Linked DNA regions of Sus scrofa: regions 2 and 3 are each linked to region 1. The links are chromatin contacts, called in public HiChIP or PLAC-seq maps. All regions are on one chromosome and are shown on one strand. Each heading gives the region's core, a stretch centred on a gene start, on an enhancer-like site or on the middle of the called end of the contact. The rest is flanking DNA. Distances are from core to core; before and after follow the strand shown. Region 1 overlaps PDGFC (platelet-derived growth factor C). Region 2 overlaps PDGFC (platelet-derived growth factor C). Region 3 overlaps PDGFC (platelet-derived growth factor C).

Region 1 (2,824 bases), core at 139-2,638:
TCATTATCCCTGGCTTCCACACAGGACCGTACCTTATCCCAATCAACTGCTGAGGATGAAGAAAACAGAACTCATATTCTCTCCTCTTCTTCTATTTGGTTTGGTACCGTTTATCATTCCCCCAACAGGATGCTGTAACCTTCAAAGTTTTTCTTGTAAACTACAGAGGCATGTATTATTTATGTAAGAAATGGATAAAATAGGTTATATGCTACCTATCAAAAAAGCCCATAGAATATGAAAAAAGGAGTAGAGTGAATCCGCAGAAAGTATTCTTAATGAGTATCATTCACACTGGACAGGGAAGATATAGAGAAATATCATTTTAAACATCGAGAAATTTAAGGTGAAATTATAATATGTCTCCTTATCTACCACAAAAAATATAGAATATGGACCCAGACTGAGGCAAAAATAATAGCTCTGGTTGCACAGCATATAAGAACTAACCTGAAACACAAAATGTAGAGATCAGAAAAAGAGACCAACTCATTTAAAAGAATGTTATACAACATTTCACCCCAGATGATGTCATTTATTTAGCAATGAAAATCATAAATATGTCAGAGTAAGCTTTTGATCCTCTTTGAAAAATGGGAGTTCCTGTTCCCTCAGTGGGTTAAGAACCAACATAGTGACAGTGGGGATGTGGGTCTGATCCCTGGCCTCACTTAGTGGGTTAAGTAGGTATTGCCAAAATCTATGCTATAGCTTTCAGATGCAGCTCGGATCCTGCATTGCCATGGCATGGCGTAGGCCGCAGCTACAACTGCAATTTGACTCCTAGCCTGGGAACCTTCCATATGCTGCCAGTGCTGCCATTAAAAAAAGAAGAAGAAAAAAAAAATGAAAGACAGAAATCTGAAAAATAGTCTTGGTATTGTTTCTTCATTTAATGAGCTTGCAAATTTTTTTTAAGCAACAAATCCTTTTTTCTTAGGCAACAATGAGCTTGAATTTGCCAAGGTCACTTAAAGGCAGAGCTCCTAACTTTTATCAGGATCCACCTCCTTGTCATCAGGACAACCTGAACTGAAGGGCAGGTCAGGATGTGGCCCTGGAGCCAGGGCGAGAGCTAGCCTTGCACTCTGCCCTGCTGCCAAGCCCTCTGTGACTCAGAAGATGACTTCATCCCCCAGACAAGAGGAGAAATCCCCTGACAACATCCTACCCAAGACACTCCCAGAGCCTTTCCTGGATTTTTAAAGATTCTGGTCACCCTGAACATGTCCAGAACAAAAGCATTAAAAAGACACCCTCAAGTCTACCTCAGAAGGTCAAAATAATTTTCAGAACTGCTTGAGTGAAGAAGGCCAAGGCCCAGGGCTCTGCCAGAGAAGGCTGGAAGGAGGGCTGTCATCACGGCTGAGATGGCCCCACCACATGGCAGGAATGAGTCACCGCAGAAGTCTCCAGCCACGGAAGGAAAGGAGGTCAGCAGGATGGACAAGGCATTGCCCACTGATGTCGTCCGATTCTTGCCACTAGAAAGTAAACAGGATGGAAGACCAAAGGGGGAAAATCGCAGCAGCACACACCAGCTCTGCCCAGAGGCCCTTCACTCAGGATCTGTGGATGCACAGCTGCTGCCCCAACCTTCCACCAAGGGCATCCCAACCCTCTACAGTTTACAGAGGGTTGCTGTGGCACTTGCTTCCCTATGCAAACCTCCACATCTACTTCCCTACTCAAAACTCCCTTTTAATTTAGATTTTCCTCTGAGATGGCTGAATCTCAGAGGTCAGTGCACTTGGAGGGGTTCCAGACTCAGCAGGCAGAAGTTTTTCATTCACACCATGGACTATAAGAATTAAACATCAAAATGAAGGCATGGCCATGAAGTATGAGGGCAACATGAAAAAAGGAGATTCAAGAAATGTATCATTTGTGCAGTTTGTTATTTGGTTTGTTAATTGGTTATATGATTACCAATTTCACTGCTTTTGTGACAGATATACTGCTGAGTGGGGATATCCCAAAATAAGTATCTTAACTGAGGCATAACTTGAACCACAGGCTTCAACCAAGTCATCACTGCTAGTCTTTTTTTTCCTCATTCCCCTAACTCGACCTTCAGTGTCATAAATACAAACGGTAGTGTTTCTTCCAAAACTAAAACAGTATTCCCTAGAGCAGAGTTTTCTATGTGCTTTATACCTGGAGTTTGAAATAATTTTTAGTCTCAAATTTCTAAAAAGACAGTCACAGAACAAATATCATATGATAGTACTTAAATGTGGAATCCGAAATATGACACAAATGAACTTATCTATGAAACAGAAACTGACTCACAGATACAGAGAACAGACTTGTGGTTGCCAAGAGGAGGGTGGGGGAAGGATGGACGGGGAGTTTGGGATTAGCAGATGCAAACTATATATAGGATGGATAAACAATGAGGTTCTACTGTAGAGTAGAGGGAACTATATTTAATATCCTGTGATTGACTATACCACAATGGAAAAGAATATGAAAAAGAATGTGTGTAAATACACACGTATATGTAAAGAATGTACATATACAGATATGTAAGTATAACTAAATCACTTTGCTGTACAGTAAAAATTATATTTTAATAAAAAAGAAAATCCACTTGCATAAGATGAAAATATCTGAACTAAATATCTTAAAATAAATTTTTAAATGGGGGGGAACCTAAAGTGTGAGAGTGTGCCCCTCAGGCAGGGCCATGCAGCCCTGATGGAAGCTGCCTGACCTGAGGCCAGGGGCAGGTCCACCTGAAGGTCTGAAGGTCCTGCTGTACATAGAAAAAGGCAAGTACCCTATGCTTCTCCATCCGCCAGTCTGGGTGAACAGGACTAGC
Region 2 (2,824 bases), core at 238-2,737, 170 kb before region 1:
AGCGGCCCAAGAAATAGCAACAACAACAACAACAACAACGACAACAAAAAAGACAAAAAAAAAAAAAAAAAGGATGAAATAGTGCCACTCTCAGTGAAAAGGATGGACCTAGAGATGATCGTACTAAATGAAGGAAGTTAGAAAGAGAAGAACAAATACCATATGGTATCACTTATATGTGGAACCTAAAATCTCACAAATGGGAATTCTTGTTGTGGATCAATGGGTTAAGAATCCGACTAGTATCCATGAGAATGGGTGCAGTTTTGATCCTGGCCTCACTCAGTGGGTTAAGGATCTGGTGTCGCCACCATAAGCTGTGGTGTAGGTCGCAGTTGAAGGTTGAATCTGGCATTGCTGTGGCTGTGGCACAGGCCTCAGCTGTAGCTCGGATTTGACTCCTAGCCTGGGAACTTCCATATGCCACAGGTGCGGCTCTAAAAAGAAAAAAAAAATGTTACAGATGAACCTATCTATAAAACAGCAACAGACTGGGTGGTATAAAGAGCAGACTTGTAGTTCACAAGGGGAAGAGAGGGAGGGAGGGAGGTGGATGGAAGGAGAGTTTGGGGTCGGTAGATGCAAACTGTTATATTTAGGTTGGATAAGCAATGAGGTCCTACTGTCTGGCATAGGGAACTATATCTAGTCTCATGGGATACAACATGATGGGAGATAATATGAAAAAAACAATGTATATATATTTATATATGCATAAGTGGGTCACTATGCTGTACAGTAGAAACTGGTACAACACTGTAAATCAATTATAATTTAATGAAAAAAAAAAAAAAAACAGGAGAGCTACACCCACCAGCTGAAGAAACCTGAGCATTTCTGTAAGTCACCCGATAAACATTTCATTTATGTGTGTGGGTGGAGGGATCAAGGTTTAAAGCAGGGACAATACTACCTACATTAGAAAACTGTATGAGAATTGAGTGAAATAGTATCATTGAAAATTTTAATAAGCAATTAATCATGATACATAGCTGGGGATTATTGTATATATTTTACTGTACCTTTCATTATCCCCGTTATGTCAATTGTAGTCAAGAAAAACAATTATTTTTAGAAGTTTAATTTATGATTTATGTTGGTTGGTGCTAGACAGAGTGACATTACCTATTTAGTCACTGTTCATTGATATTCCCACCCAACATTCTTCTAATACTGACATGGCAAATCAGAGCTTGCCTTGTGCCACAGGGAAAATCCTTGTTCAAACTTCTTTCTCCGCTAAAACAGCTTTATATTCAGTAGCTGTTCTGGGGAGAGCAATGAGCATTTCACAACAAGTTCAGTAAATGTAAGTCTAGCTATAGTTAGGCCATGAATAACTCTATACTGAGTTAAAAAAATACATATAATAATGTTTTTAACTAGTATCTCTAGCTTCAGTTTTCTAAGTTCTTATTCCTCACAGACAAAGTCTTTATATGAAATGAGACAAAGAAAAACCACACCCAAAATGCAGGATTTCACTAGTCAGACCCATTGTGTAACTGTTATCTTAATTACAGTGTATGGCACTGTACTGAAACAAGCGCACAGTGTTCCTTTCAACCATGGAGGAAAATATGAAGAACAATTATTTTATCAAGTGTGAGGTCATTTTCTTTTGCATTTATGGGGGTGCTGTGCCTGTGGCATGTGGAAACTCAAGTGACAGAAGCCACTGCAGTGACAAGGTAGGATCCTTAACCCGCAGTGCCACAAGGGAATTCTTTTTGCATCTTAAATCATTCTGTGACATTCCTATCATGCTACAAAGTCTTCCATGCCTGTCCACAAACGGGCAGTCTTAACTCCTCCAAAAAATCAAAGTATAAGCAGTTATGTGTACTTTCACATTGGTCACTGCACTAAAAGGAAATTGTGTCACATGGTCAGAATTCTGAGCAGTTCCAAAAAAACACCTGAGGCCGGGGGGGGGGGGGGGGATTATTTTTGTGAAAAGCTGCTATCTTCATTCCGCAAACACCTGAGATGTCTTTTCCTTCTGTTGATATAAACAAGGTGTGGCATTGAAAACAGCAGCAAATAAACGTTAACATCATTCTGCAACTACTGTATGAATCAGGGGCCTGCAGGGAGTGATGAAGATAAATAACCATTGAGTTGTTCTTGCCTCTTGATGGACAAACCTATGTGCCTTGGGTAAGGGCTGCAACAGTGCTTAAAAACTTAGTGCCATGAGAGCAAGTGATCCTGCCTAAAAAAAAATTTAAAGGGACCACAAAGAGGTGAGAGTTAATTTAGAGTTTAGAGAACGAGAAAAACACTTAGACGAGAAGGAAAAGCACCTTGTGTATTTATAAAGAATCTGAATTAGGAAAAAGAATGGCTTTGGATGAAGAGGAAGAGGAAGAATGGCAGAGTCATGGCCACTGGTGGGAGAGCAGATGACCAAGTGAGGCTGCAGTGATGGACAGAGGATTGATGAGGATGCCAATGTGTGTGCTAAGCATTGCTGAGCAGCTGGAGAGTCAGAGATGTTAAGAAAAGGTGGGTTCCTTGGAGTTCCTGTTGTGGCTCAGCATAAACAAACCCGACCAGCATCCATGAGGATGTGGGTTCGATCCCTGGCCTCGATCGGTGGGTTAAGGATCCGGCATTGCCATGAGCTGTGCTGTGGGTTAAGGATCTGGCAATGCTGTGAGCTGTGCTGCGGCTCAGTTCTGGCATTGCTGTGGCTGTGGTGCAGGCCGTGAGCTGCAGCTCCAATTTGACCCTAAAAAAGCAAAAAAAAAAAAAAAGAAGAGAGAAAGAAAAAGAAAAAAAAAAGAAAGAAAAGGTGGGATCCAATCAAGGTGTTTTGTTT
Region 3 (2,824 bases), core at 87-2,586, 150 kb before region 1:
ACTGCAAACTGAAAATCTACAATTGATACACAAACAAGGAATCTCTGGAGAAAATATATCTCACAGTAAATAAGTGCATAATCCACCATGAAGGGGGTCATTTGACATCATTCTTGGAATGCTGAAGTCTTTTTACATTTGATTCTGATTTCCTCTCCATCAAAGAATTTATGATAATTATAATTAAATAATGCAACTATATAATTAAATAATACAGTTCTACAATTGTATTATTAATAACCATTTCTCTCCATGGTACAATGTAAGGTCTATAATGTCTTATTTATCACATCACCTAGAATGGTGTAATGCCTATACTGAAGAATCAATAAGATGTAACAAATTGTGAGGACATATTTATATAGTTACACTGTTTTTTTAACCAATTTATGCATTTCATATTTTACTTATTTTCAGAGGGTATTTTTGTTATTCTTACCAGTGAAGTTATTCTTGTTATTATGCTATATAAAATATTTAATGGTATATAAGGTTTTCTTCTTTATAAATTTTAGTTGCATAATATACACAATTTTAATATAATGCTAATTTTTAAAGAAAAATTGAAACGTAATAGATAATACTAAATAGTAAAGATGAAAGCCATACAAAATGGGATAAAGTATAGAATAAATTTCCTATTTGTCTCAGCATATTTTCCATTCCACTTCTCCAGAGGGAGTCACTTAATCTGCTTCTTAAGATCCATGATATAATAATCTGTGTGAATGTAACTGTGTTTAAATATATGTATTTTATTCTGTAAAAAAAATAAAAATAAAATTTCAAAAAAAATGTGATTGTGTATGTGCACGTGTGTGTGCCTGTGCATATATGCACATGGCAGAAAAGTTTAAAATATATGGATTTAGAGAGAGAGCATCTTGGAATCAGATCATGCCAGTAAATTTGACCTTAAAATAAAGGTAACACATATATGTTGACTATTGCATGCCAAACACTGACCTAAGTGTTTGATATTTAATCTTCAACAATGCTGTAAGGCAGAAACTTTTGTCATTCACCTCTGGTGGGCAGGACAACTTGCTCAGGGTTCTAAAGGTAGGTTAGTGAAGGAGCGAGAATTCAAGCCAGGTCTGTAGCACTCAGGGCCACAAACATACAACCCCCTTGCAGAGAGTCCTCAGGAAAGAATCTTGGTCAAGGTCAGTAATTTGGGAGCAAAAGACACCCCAGCAGTATCCAAGAACGCAAAGGAATAAACACTGCCGCTGAGACAGGTGGCGCAACATGTATCACAACACACTGCACAAGCCAAGCATTCTGTGTGTTCTATGTGGGTTATGATGGTTCCCAAGGAAAATAAGCCAGAGTTCACTGTAAGCAGTGTATCTTCAGCCCCATCTGTTCAGAGTCACGGGGAGGCTGACACACTAGGAGGCTGAAGCAGCTTAAATGCTTTCAGTTTTCAGATTCAATCACCCTTTTCCCTTCACACAAAGAGACACATCAGAGCCTACCCTATGTTAGGACATCTTGTGATATATTAAAAAGTAGAATGCCTGGTTTGAACTAAGGAGTTGGTCGAGTTTAAAAGAGAGTTGGAAAACAAATGAAAAATAAGCATGGCATCTTCCTAAGTAAGCACAGAGTGAGAAAGTACAGAAAAACTCTGAATTACGAACTTTGAAAGTAAAAAAGTTGAGCAGTTGATTAGGATAAGGAGCATTTAGGAAGGAAGGAAGGAGGGGATGAAGGTAGAAGAGAAAGAAAGAAGGGTGGGAGAGAAGGAAGGCGGGAGGAAAGAAAAGGAAAATCTGCTACCCTATTAGTTTGGTGAACATCTAATATTTTCATAAACCATTTTATTTTTTCAATAGGATAAAAATATCTCTTCCTCAATCTGTGTCTGGAGTTCTCAAAAAAGGATATGGTATTAGAAGAAAACTCACCCCCTCAGTAACCAAGCAGACCCTTTGGGGCAGGCCCTTTCCCAATATCCTCTGCTTTAGCTCCTGTCTCAAGTATAACATGTGTCTTGGAGGTTTACAGGAACATTGTGACCTGATCTCTGTGGGCAGCTATAAGAACAAAGGATTTCTGCACTAAGAAGCTTGCAACAACCAACCACGCCCTTCCCTCACTTTGCCTTTAAAAATGCTTTGCAATTTTGGTTGGGGATTTTGGTTTGGGGAGTTCGGGATTTGGGGAGGCATGTACCACCCATTTCTTTGCACCAACACGCAATAAACCTTTCTTGATCCAAACTCTGACATTTTGGTTTGTTTCGGCCTCAATCAATGTCAGGCATGTGGACTTGTGCTAACACCTCAAACTCAGCAAGGTGTTAGTTTGAGGTGCTGCAACAGTATTCTCTATGGCTTGAAAAACAACAAAGCTAAATCACAGGAAAAATTATAGAATAAGAATGCATTAAATGTTTACAGTATGCCAGGCATACTATTGCCATTTTGAAAGACATATGAAAGGGACCATTAACAACTAGGTTTCTACTGGCCCCACTCATTTCATTTATTATTTTCCAATGACACACTATCAGGCAGTGTCAATATCAAAACTGAACCAAGGACAAGAGTCATGACCTTCATCGACCCTGACTTAAAGAGCCTCCTATTTGAGGTAACTTTCCTATCATGCAAAGCAGGCTTACCAATGATTTCCATAACTCCCTGAGACTATGCATGGCCTTTCTGCTCCCACCAGTGGGATTTTACACTTCCAAGAGAGTTGTGTTTGTTCCCCAAACTATTTCTATCAGTAGTACCTGTTGCAGTAATGCTCCTTATTTAAATATTATGTGACCCAATCAAACAGAGGTGTTGCTCCTTTAAAAACGAAGATG

The links. HiChIP or PLAC-seq counts read pairs in DNA pulled down with a chosen protein or histone mark.
Region 2: an H3K27ac HiChIP or PLAC-seq map of alveolar macrophages shows a contact between it and region 1. The contact joins two enhancer-like sites. A contact is called at or near these places in 2 of 47 Hi-C or Micro-C datasets (alveolar macrophages and embryonic fibroblasts) and 2 of 2 datasets of contacts at active chromatin or transcription factors (alveolar macrophages and skeletal muscle).
Region 3: an H3K27ac HiChIP or PLAC-seq map of alveolar macrophages shows a contact between it and region 1. The contact joins two enhancer-like sites. A contact is called at or near these places in 1 of 47 Hi-C or Micro-C datasets (embryonic fibroblasts) and 1 of 2 datasets of contacts at active chromatin or transcription factors (alveolar macrophages).

The regions. Positions count from the first base shown.
Region 1 is chr8:45,778,448-45,781,271 of Sscrofa11.1, forward strand. The region is part of intron 1 of PDGFC (platelet-derived growth factor C); the gene reads right to left. Among named protein-coding and RNA genes, the nearest start is that of PDGFC, 29 kb to the right of the region's middle. Within about 2 kb of position 1,389, at least 33 of the 83 cell types and tissues checked have an H3K27ac peak or open chromatin away from gene starts, as enhancers often do. A contact at or near this core is called in alveolar macrophages, where this site is marked.
Region 2 is chr8:45,607,259-45,610,082 of Sscrofa11.1, forward strand. All of the region lies in intron 3 of PDGFC (platelet-derived growth factor C), which reads right to left. Among named protein-coding and RNA genes, the nearest start is that of PDGFC, 200 kb to the right of the region's middle. Within about 2 kb of position 1,488, at least 4 of the 83 cell types and tissues checked have an H3K27ac peak or open chromatin away from gene starts, as enhancers often do. A contact at or near this core is called in alveolar macrophages, where this site is marked.
Region 3 is chr8:45,625,260-45,628,083 of Sscrofa11.1, forward strand. The region is part of intron 3 of PDGFC (platelet-derived growth factor C); the gene reads right to left. Among named protein-coding and RNA genes, the nearest start is that of PDGFC, 180 kb to the right of the region's middle. Within about 2 kb of position 1,337, at least 2 of the 83 cell types and tissues checked have an H3K27ac peak or open chromatin away from gene starts, as enhancers often do. A contact at or near this core is called in alveolar macrophages, where this site is marked.